Linked DNA regions of Muntiacus reevesi: region 2 is linked to region 1. A link is a contact called in public Hi-C data. All regions are on one chromosome and are shown on one strand. The core of a region is the stretch at or near the end of the contact, and the rest is flanking DNA. Distances in the headings are between cores, read along the strand shown.

The links. A called contact is a pair of places that touch in the nucleus more often than the background predicts.
Region 2: a Hi-C map of muscle shows a contact between it and region 1, with 7 times the contacts expected there. The contact joins the promoter of RPL7 here to the promoter of ELOC in region 1. A contact is called at or near these places in 2 of 3 Hi-C or Micro-C datasets (blood and muscle).

Annotation. Positions count from the first base shown.
Region 1 is chr12:41,970,992-41,974,650 of mMunRee1.1, forward strand. ELOC (elongin C) reads left to right here and starts at 2,149. Exons shown (of 4, transcript XM_065902834.1): 1 at 2,149-2,292.
Region 2 is chr12:42,551,485-42,555,267 of mMunRee1.1, forward strand. RPL7 (ribosomal protein L7) reads left to right here and starts at 1,764. Exons shown (of 6, transcript XM_065903340.1): 1 at 1,764-1,909; 2 at 2,173-2,339; 3 at 2,798-2,935; 4 at 3,054-3,163; 5 at 3,439-3,648. The coding sequence starts at 1,907. The coding sequence ends at 3,647.

The sequences.
Region 1 (3,659 bases), core at 899-3,398:
AAATGTTCATATTCTAAAGAAACAGAAACTTGGTCAAAGATTTCTGCAGATCCTGAATACAGTATTACATAAAGTGACTTGAAAATAAGGTCAATGTCCAACATTTAAGGAAATACTTAAGTGACTGATGGTACATTTAGACAGTGTAATTCTATAGACGTTAAAAATGATGTTGTGGATATTTTGGTTACAGAAGTGGGGGTTATTGAGGTTTGTTAAGTAGGAAAATAAATAGTATAAAGAACCATATAAATACAGTATAATCTATGTAAAAGTATATTAAAACACCAAATGTATCTGCAATTTCTACATTTTTATGACCATGTATAATACATTTACTATAGGTAAATAATAAATTATTTACATAATAAATAATATCCTAAGTAAATTTTGCATTTTTAAAAAACAATCCTTGACTAGATTTTAGCCCTAAATCTGGCATTAGTTAGCCTCAGCATCCTCACCTGAAAAATTCTATCATTCTCTAGGCAACTAACATAGTGATCCTTTTAGAAGGTGATAAGGAATTGAGGAAAGGGACATTTTAAGGGGTGAAGACAACACTCCTGAAGTAAAGGAGGAAAAGTTCAGTCGAAAATGAGCCCACAGACTCCTCATCCCATTGCCTCTCCACCTTACCAAACTCTATTCTGAGCTAATATAACCAAAAAACCTTAATCATTTTTGCAAAGGCTTGGAAAAATTAACCCCCAACAGTCTGTCTGGATTGCTTTTGCAACACTTTTTAATCTGCCAAATGAACTAAAAGTGTCTTTCAGGCAAAAGTCACTAATTAGGTCAACAAACTCTGGGTGCCTGTGTTTTCCTTTTGTGGACATCATTACACAGCAGTCCTAGTTGAGCAACTTGCAATGGTGAGAGTCTTGGCCCTACATTCCTTTCATGCCTCAGTCCAGTAAACAGAGGGTGAACTTTATTTAGCTGTTTCACTCTTCCTGGAAGGGTGCCTAAATTTCACCACAGGAAAGCAAGTAAAGGCGGCTCTGACTTATGATAGTTCAATTTATAATTTCTTGACTTTATGATGGTGCAAAAGCTGTAAGATTCAGAAGAAACCATACACAATTTGGAATCTTAATCTTTTCCTGGGCTATATACAGTATGAAAGATGCAGTAGAATACTCTCTCCTCGGTTTTGAAGCTTCTAATCACTTACCCAATCAGGAGAGTAAACCACCTATACACTTACATTCTGTTTTTCACATTCAGTACAGTAATCAATAAACTACCTAAGATAATCAACACTCTATTGTAAAATAAGCTTTGCATTTGATGATCTCTGCCCAACTGCCGGCTGATATAAGTGTTCTGAGCACAGTCTAAGGTAAGCTAGGCTAAATTGTGTTGAATAGGTTAGGTCTAACCAATGCATTTTAGACTGGTATTTTCAACTTCCCATGAGTTTTCAGGATAGAACCCTATCTTAAGTGGAGGTTAGATCTGTAAAAAGGATAGGCAGATGGGAGGAGTGGGGAGATAGTGCGCCGAGGAGATAGTGGGAGAAGACAGCAGAGGAAGGAGTGGCAGAGAGGGCGTGCAGTGACAAAGATGGTGTCAGAATTGAGTACTCGTGGCCGTAGTTTCTGTGTATGATTTCAGAATCCAAATGAGCAACCGGATGGCTTGGAGGGAGACAGGAGATGGGGTGAAGGCCTCCGAGTGGGGGTGGGGGGCGTGGCTGTTTTCAGTAAACACTGAAAGTACCGGGAAGAGAGGAAATGAGGCCAGCGATTTCACGAGTTGCCGAGATGCTCTTCAATAAGCTCTGCAACTTTTCACAAAAGACAGAAACTGCTTCATAAAGAGCACGATCTTGTTAGCATAGAAACCGCACCCCCACTTTCCGACGTTTCTTCTGCGGACGTCTGCTACCTCTAGGCTTACCCGCAAAGGAGGGGCAGGGACAACCTCCAAAATTATCAGACTCTTTAAGACTCGGCGTGAGAAACTACAAGTTCCAGGTTGCAGCGCTGACTCCGCCAAACATGTCAGTACCCACCAGAGAAACTACAAATCCCAGGATGCAATGCTGCCTCGGACCACCCCCGACCCCCTCCATTCCCAGCAACGCTTCAAGGATGAGGTCCCTTCGGAAATCAGATTAAGGTCGGCGCTGCATGCTGGGAATCAGAAGACCCAAAATAGGATTGGCTGAGACTTTTCCCGGCACCGCCATCCTCTCAGGCTGGCCCGTGGGAGAAGGGAGGGGGCGCTGCGCACTTCCTGTAGACGCCGGCAAGCAACGGCCTCGGCGCGTCTCCGCCTCACCAGGTACTAATCTCCCGCGCGTAGAAGGCATCTGTGACCCAGCGGAAGTGATTCCTTTTGCTGCCCCGGAACCCACGGCGGCAGGCAGCTGGGGGTGGGGGGGGTGGCCCTGGTGTAGGGGCTGTGGCGGTGCGCGGGGACCCGGTGCGGTGGCTGCGGTTGCTGCGGAGCTGACGAGTGAGTCTCGGGCTGGGGTGGGAACGGAGCTCTAGGCCCGCGTGGGGGACGAGGGAGGCTCGTACTGGGTGCTCTCGCCATCCCACTTCCCACCCCTTCCCATTTGGGCGGGGAAGGAACGGAAGCTTAACCTTCCCCTGCCGCTTCGGCTCCTGGTTTGGGGGAGGGGAGAGGAGGGCGGCGGGACCTTCCCTGGCGCCGCTCGGTGGGCTTGGAAAAGGGAAGAAGGAGGGGCGGCGGCTGGCGAGACTGGGCCTCTTCGGGGTTGAGCGCGAGGAGGGTGGAGTTAGGAGCATGGCAGCCCTGTCGCTTTTCCTTTTTTGCTTTCTCCGGGTGCACTCAGGCTCGTCCATTCCTTGGAGTCGGTCCCGTCACAGAAGAGGGCCCTCGCTCTTTGCTGTAGCGGGTCACCGAGAACTTTACCTTAGGGGCAACTTGTTGGGTGATCTCTGCCCGACTTGGTTTGGGTCTGTCGAGCATCTGCCGCCCAGTCTTATCTGATGGAGGCAGGTAGTGTCAAGTACGGTGGCCATTAAGTTTCTCCTGTGGACCTCTTTAGTATAGTTTATGGAGTTCGAGTTATTAGTGCGAGCATTTCTACTCTGCGTCGCCTTCAGTATAGGAAACAACCGAAATCCTTTAGAGTTTTAAAACCTTATTTTCAAACTGCCAAATTTGTTTTTTGATCTCCAGATAGTTTTCCTGTTTTGTTTAGTGGACTAAAATGAGACATCTCCGATCTCGTTTAGATTGTAATTGTGGTATAATTCATGATGTTGAAACATCACTGTTCACAAGTGAATTCCTTCATTTCGGAGATAAAATGGCAAAGAGACAACTATGGTCCCTGTCGTCTGAATATTAAGTGCTTATTGCCAGTGATGATTTTGGCCTCATAATTTTTAAATGACTGTTCTTTTTCCTTAAGTATGACTGTCCTTTTTCCTTAAGTATGAGATCGACCTAATAACCAATAACTACCATTCCAAAGTATATATATAAATTTATTTCAAATGGAAGATGCTAGTTTCTTTGCATTGTGGTAATTCTGTAATATGATTAGGCAATAGTTTGTAGTCAGAAGTTAGAGTCAGTTCTATACATCAAGTAATAAAGTAATATTTGTATCTTATAAATTGCTTTTTTGGATTTTTTTTTTTTTGTAGATTTTTCAATATTAGGAAATAATCTGG
Region 2 (3,783 bases), core at 514-3,013, 580 kb after region 1:
GTCTCGTGGCCCTGGCCCTGCGCCCCCCCGAGGTTGTCACTCGGGCACCGGGTTTCGCAGCGCAGCGCCGCTGGCGAGTCGGTGCGCCGCCGGCCGCCGCTGAGCGGGCTCCACGCTCCGCGATATATAACCCTCGACCGGGAAGAGCCGGCGGCGGCATCGGCCCTCCCCCAGCTCGGCCCTCCCCGCCCCCCGGGCGCACCCCGCCCCCGGCCCAGCCCCCCGCCCGCCCGCCGTCCGCCGAGCAGCGGCGGGGCAGCCCCTCTCACATGGCCGTGGCCGCAGCCTCCAGCCCTCCTCGCACCTCCCATCGCGGTTCACGCCCCCACCCCCACCCCCGCCGTGGGGCGTCCCGACCTCCACCCGCCAGGCCGGACAGTCGGCAGCGCCCGGGCTGTCCTCCTCCGGCCGTCCGGTCCTCGCTTGTCCCCCGTCTAGTCACTTTCGTTAACCCAGGGGTTCTGGACGACTCCACCGGCGATCAGGCGCTGCGGAAGACAGCCCTACAGGCTGGAGGAACGAAGACAAGGACCTCGGCAGCGCGGCAACGGGCGTGCCAGTCGGCTGCTGGGGTTAGCGAAGGGCCGGGAAGGCGGCCACAAGCCGGGAGCAGCCTAGAATCGTAGTTGGCCCTTTGGATCGAAGGCCAAGAGGCTCTCCATTTACCCGACTGGGACCACCACGGCCGCGCTTCCCTACCGACCCGGACCGGCGTTGCCCTTTCGGCGGGCGGGCCGTGAACGTGATGCATGCCGGGATTTGTAGTTCGCGCCCCGCCGACGCATCGTTTGCATACATTACTGGGTAGAATTCGAGCCGTATCCTGTCGACGCAGCCTGAAGATTAGGACCCCGAGTAGTCAAGGAATCGGTACTCTTTGCTCTCATCGTACCGATTAAAGAGTCTAGCCAATGCATTCATTTTTCCCATACACATTTTACCAGAAACTTGGTTGTAAAGAGGCTGAGTCAGGCAGTTCTTACTTCTGCGTCTGCGAGTCGAGTTTTTAGTTCCGAGTTCTTTTCTGGCTTATCCCGAGACACCTATGAGTCTGGGGCTTCACGCTCGCCGTCTTTAAGTGGACAGCGCGCATGCGTCAACTTCCTCTTTCCCGGCTGGAACCATGGAGGGTGCAGAGTAAGTTTCTCCTCGTCGTCTCGAGTATCCTCCTCCATCCCCGAAACCAGAGCCCTCTAGTCTCTCTCTCCCTCGTTCCGTCTGTAGCCTGTATCTTTGCCAACATATCTGTGTGTTTGTGACGCGCTGTGACATTACCAGTGGTCTCAGGCTAAGATGGGATTCAAGCGGCCTTGGGGAGGAGGTCTTGGAGGTACCGGGAACAAGGTGTGAGAGCTAAATATATGTGGGGTTGTCCAGTCCCTCGTCCTAGGAGGGAGGGTCAGAACCTCTGAATTGGGTTCTTCCTTAGCTGACTTTTGCCCCACACGTCCCTGGTATCAGGCCTTTGCTTAAACATGTGGAACTTGAAGTTTGAACCGGGGTGGTGGTAGGTGGTTTACGAGTTACACTAATAGTCTAGGGGTCAGTGTCTTGCAGCTGTCTTTTACTCTGTGTTTCGCTGTCGCTATTTTTGTTGTTTTGGGACCCCGGGACTGATTGCAGGTTAAATGTGAATTTGTTGCCTATCATTCTTTTAAAGACAGTGGTCCGTGTTAGACATAAAGATTACAGGTATAGCATACTAGAACAGTTAAAGGTACGTTGAGAGCGTGCTCGGTACTGAATGGGGAGTGATGTGCTGTGGGCCTTTTGAACTCTTTTTCTGTCTGCTGTTGTCAGAGAGAAGAAAAAGAAGGTTCCTGCTGTGCCAGAAACCCTTAAGAAAAAGCGAAAGAATTTCGCAGAGCTTAAGATCAAACGCCTGAGAAAGAAATTTGCCCAAAAGATGGTAAGTAAACTTTTTGACGCACCAGTAAAGAGGTCCTGTGATTGAAAATTAGTCGGATATTTTTAACAAGGCTTATTTCAGTTCCTATACCCGTCAGTGTGGTTAACTTTTAGAATGATCTTTTCTAATTAAGTTGGTGTCCTCTTGGAATGTTAATGTGTATGGTGGTGAGAAAGTTTCAAGAGAAGAGTGTTCTATTTACTAGTATTGCTAATTGTGTTTGGGAGCCAAAAAGCAGATGAATAAGAATGTTGGTTTTTCAGCTTCGAAAGGCAAGGAGGAAGCTTATTTATGAAAAAGCTAAGCATTACCACAAGGAATACAGGCAGATGTACAGAACTGAAATTCGAATGGCTAGGATGGCACGAAAAGCTGGCAACTTCTATGTACCCGCGGAACCCAAATTGGCATTTGTCATCAGGATCAGAGGGTAAGTTCAATGTTTATTGCATTCTAGTCTTAAAGGGAAAGCTGTCCACTCTCAGCAAAATTTCACATTTGTGGGGACCTTGGTTCTCATACACTGGAACAGAAACTTGAATGGTAAGTGGAATGGGGTGGGGGAGTATTTTAGTGATGATAAGCCCTGTGCCCAAAGCATCTGTCCATTCTCTCATTGAACACTTGAGTTCAATGTCCTGGAGAATGACTTAAAACAGGTCTATATAAGAGGAAGTAATAAGAGCATTGGGGAAATTTTTGAATATTTTGGGGAGGCAAGTTGACAGGTGATAGAATACAGCTATAACTAAAGGAAAGAGTGGTCTTGTAACAGGAGAAGATTCCTATTTGGGTGTGACATGTTGCCCAAAAATGTTAGTTCCCTGTCTTTTTATTGTAAAAAGTGTGATGAAAGCTAAAGGAATTTTCTGTGTTTTTTCCTTGCAGTATCAACGGTGTGAGCCCAAAGGTTCGAAAGGTGCTGCAGCTCCTTCGCCTCCGGCAGATCTTCAATGGCACCTTTGTGAAGCTCAACAAGGCATCAATTAACATGTTGAGAATTGTGGAGCCATACATTGCATGGGGGTAGGTGTCTTTGACTTCTTTTTTGGTAAGTTGGCTGCATTAGTGAGATGAATTATAGAGGTTTTGACAGTCATAGTCTTATTTGGTCATTTGTGTCGGTTTTTCTTCTCATATTTAGGTACCCAAATCTGAAGTCTGTAAATGAATTGATCTACAAGCGTGGTTATGGCAAAATCAACAAAAAGCGAATTGCCCTGACAGACAACGCATTGATTGCTCGATCTCTTGGTAGGTTCTGCCTCTTTGGGGAAAGGTAATTATTATAAAATTTATTGTATCAGACAAGCTGTTTTTTGGTGTCTTGAGAAACCTTCCCTTATTCCATATACTATTTATGAAAAAATGGAAGGTGTGATTTTACTGGCTTGAGCTGTATCTTTGTATGTAAAGCCTCATGTTTCCTTGTTAATTTCACTATTTACTTGCCTGTACTCTTTAATGCCTTAAAATGTAATAGTCTCAAAATAATTTTAATAACCTTAAATAATCTTGAACACGTTCAGGGAAATACGGAATCATCTGCATGGAGGATCTGATTCATGAGATCTATACTGTTGGAAAACGTTTCAAAGAAGCAAACAACTTCCTGTGGCCCTTTAAATTGTCTTCTCCACGAGGTGGAATGAAGAAAAAGACCACCCATTTTGTAGAAGGTGGAGATGCTGGCAACAGGGAAGACCAGATCAACAGGCTTATTAGAAGGATGAACTAAGGTGAGCAACTACATTCAGAAAGAAGTTTACTTAATGCTAGAGTAAATTGATCTAAAAATGCTGATAAGGGTTTCACTGAGTTGGCATTTAGTGGGGGAAAATCAACCATGTAATATGATCACAGCTGATTTGGTT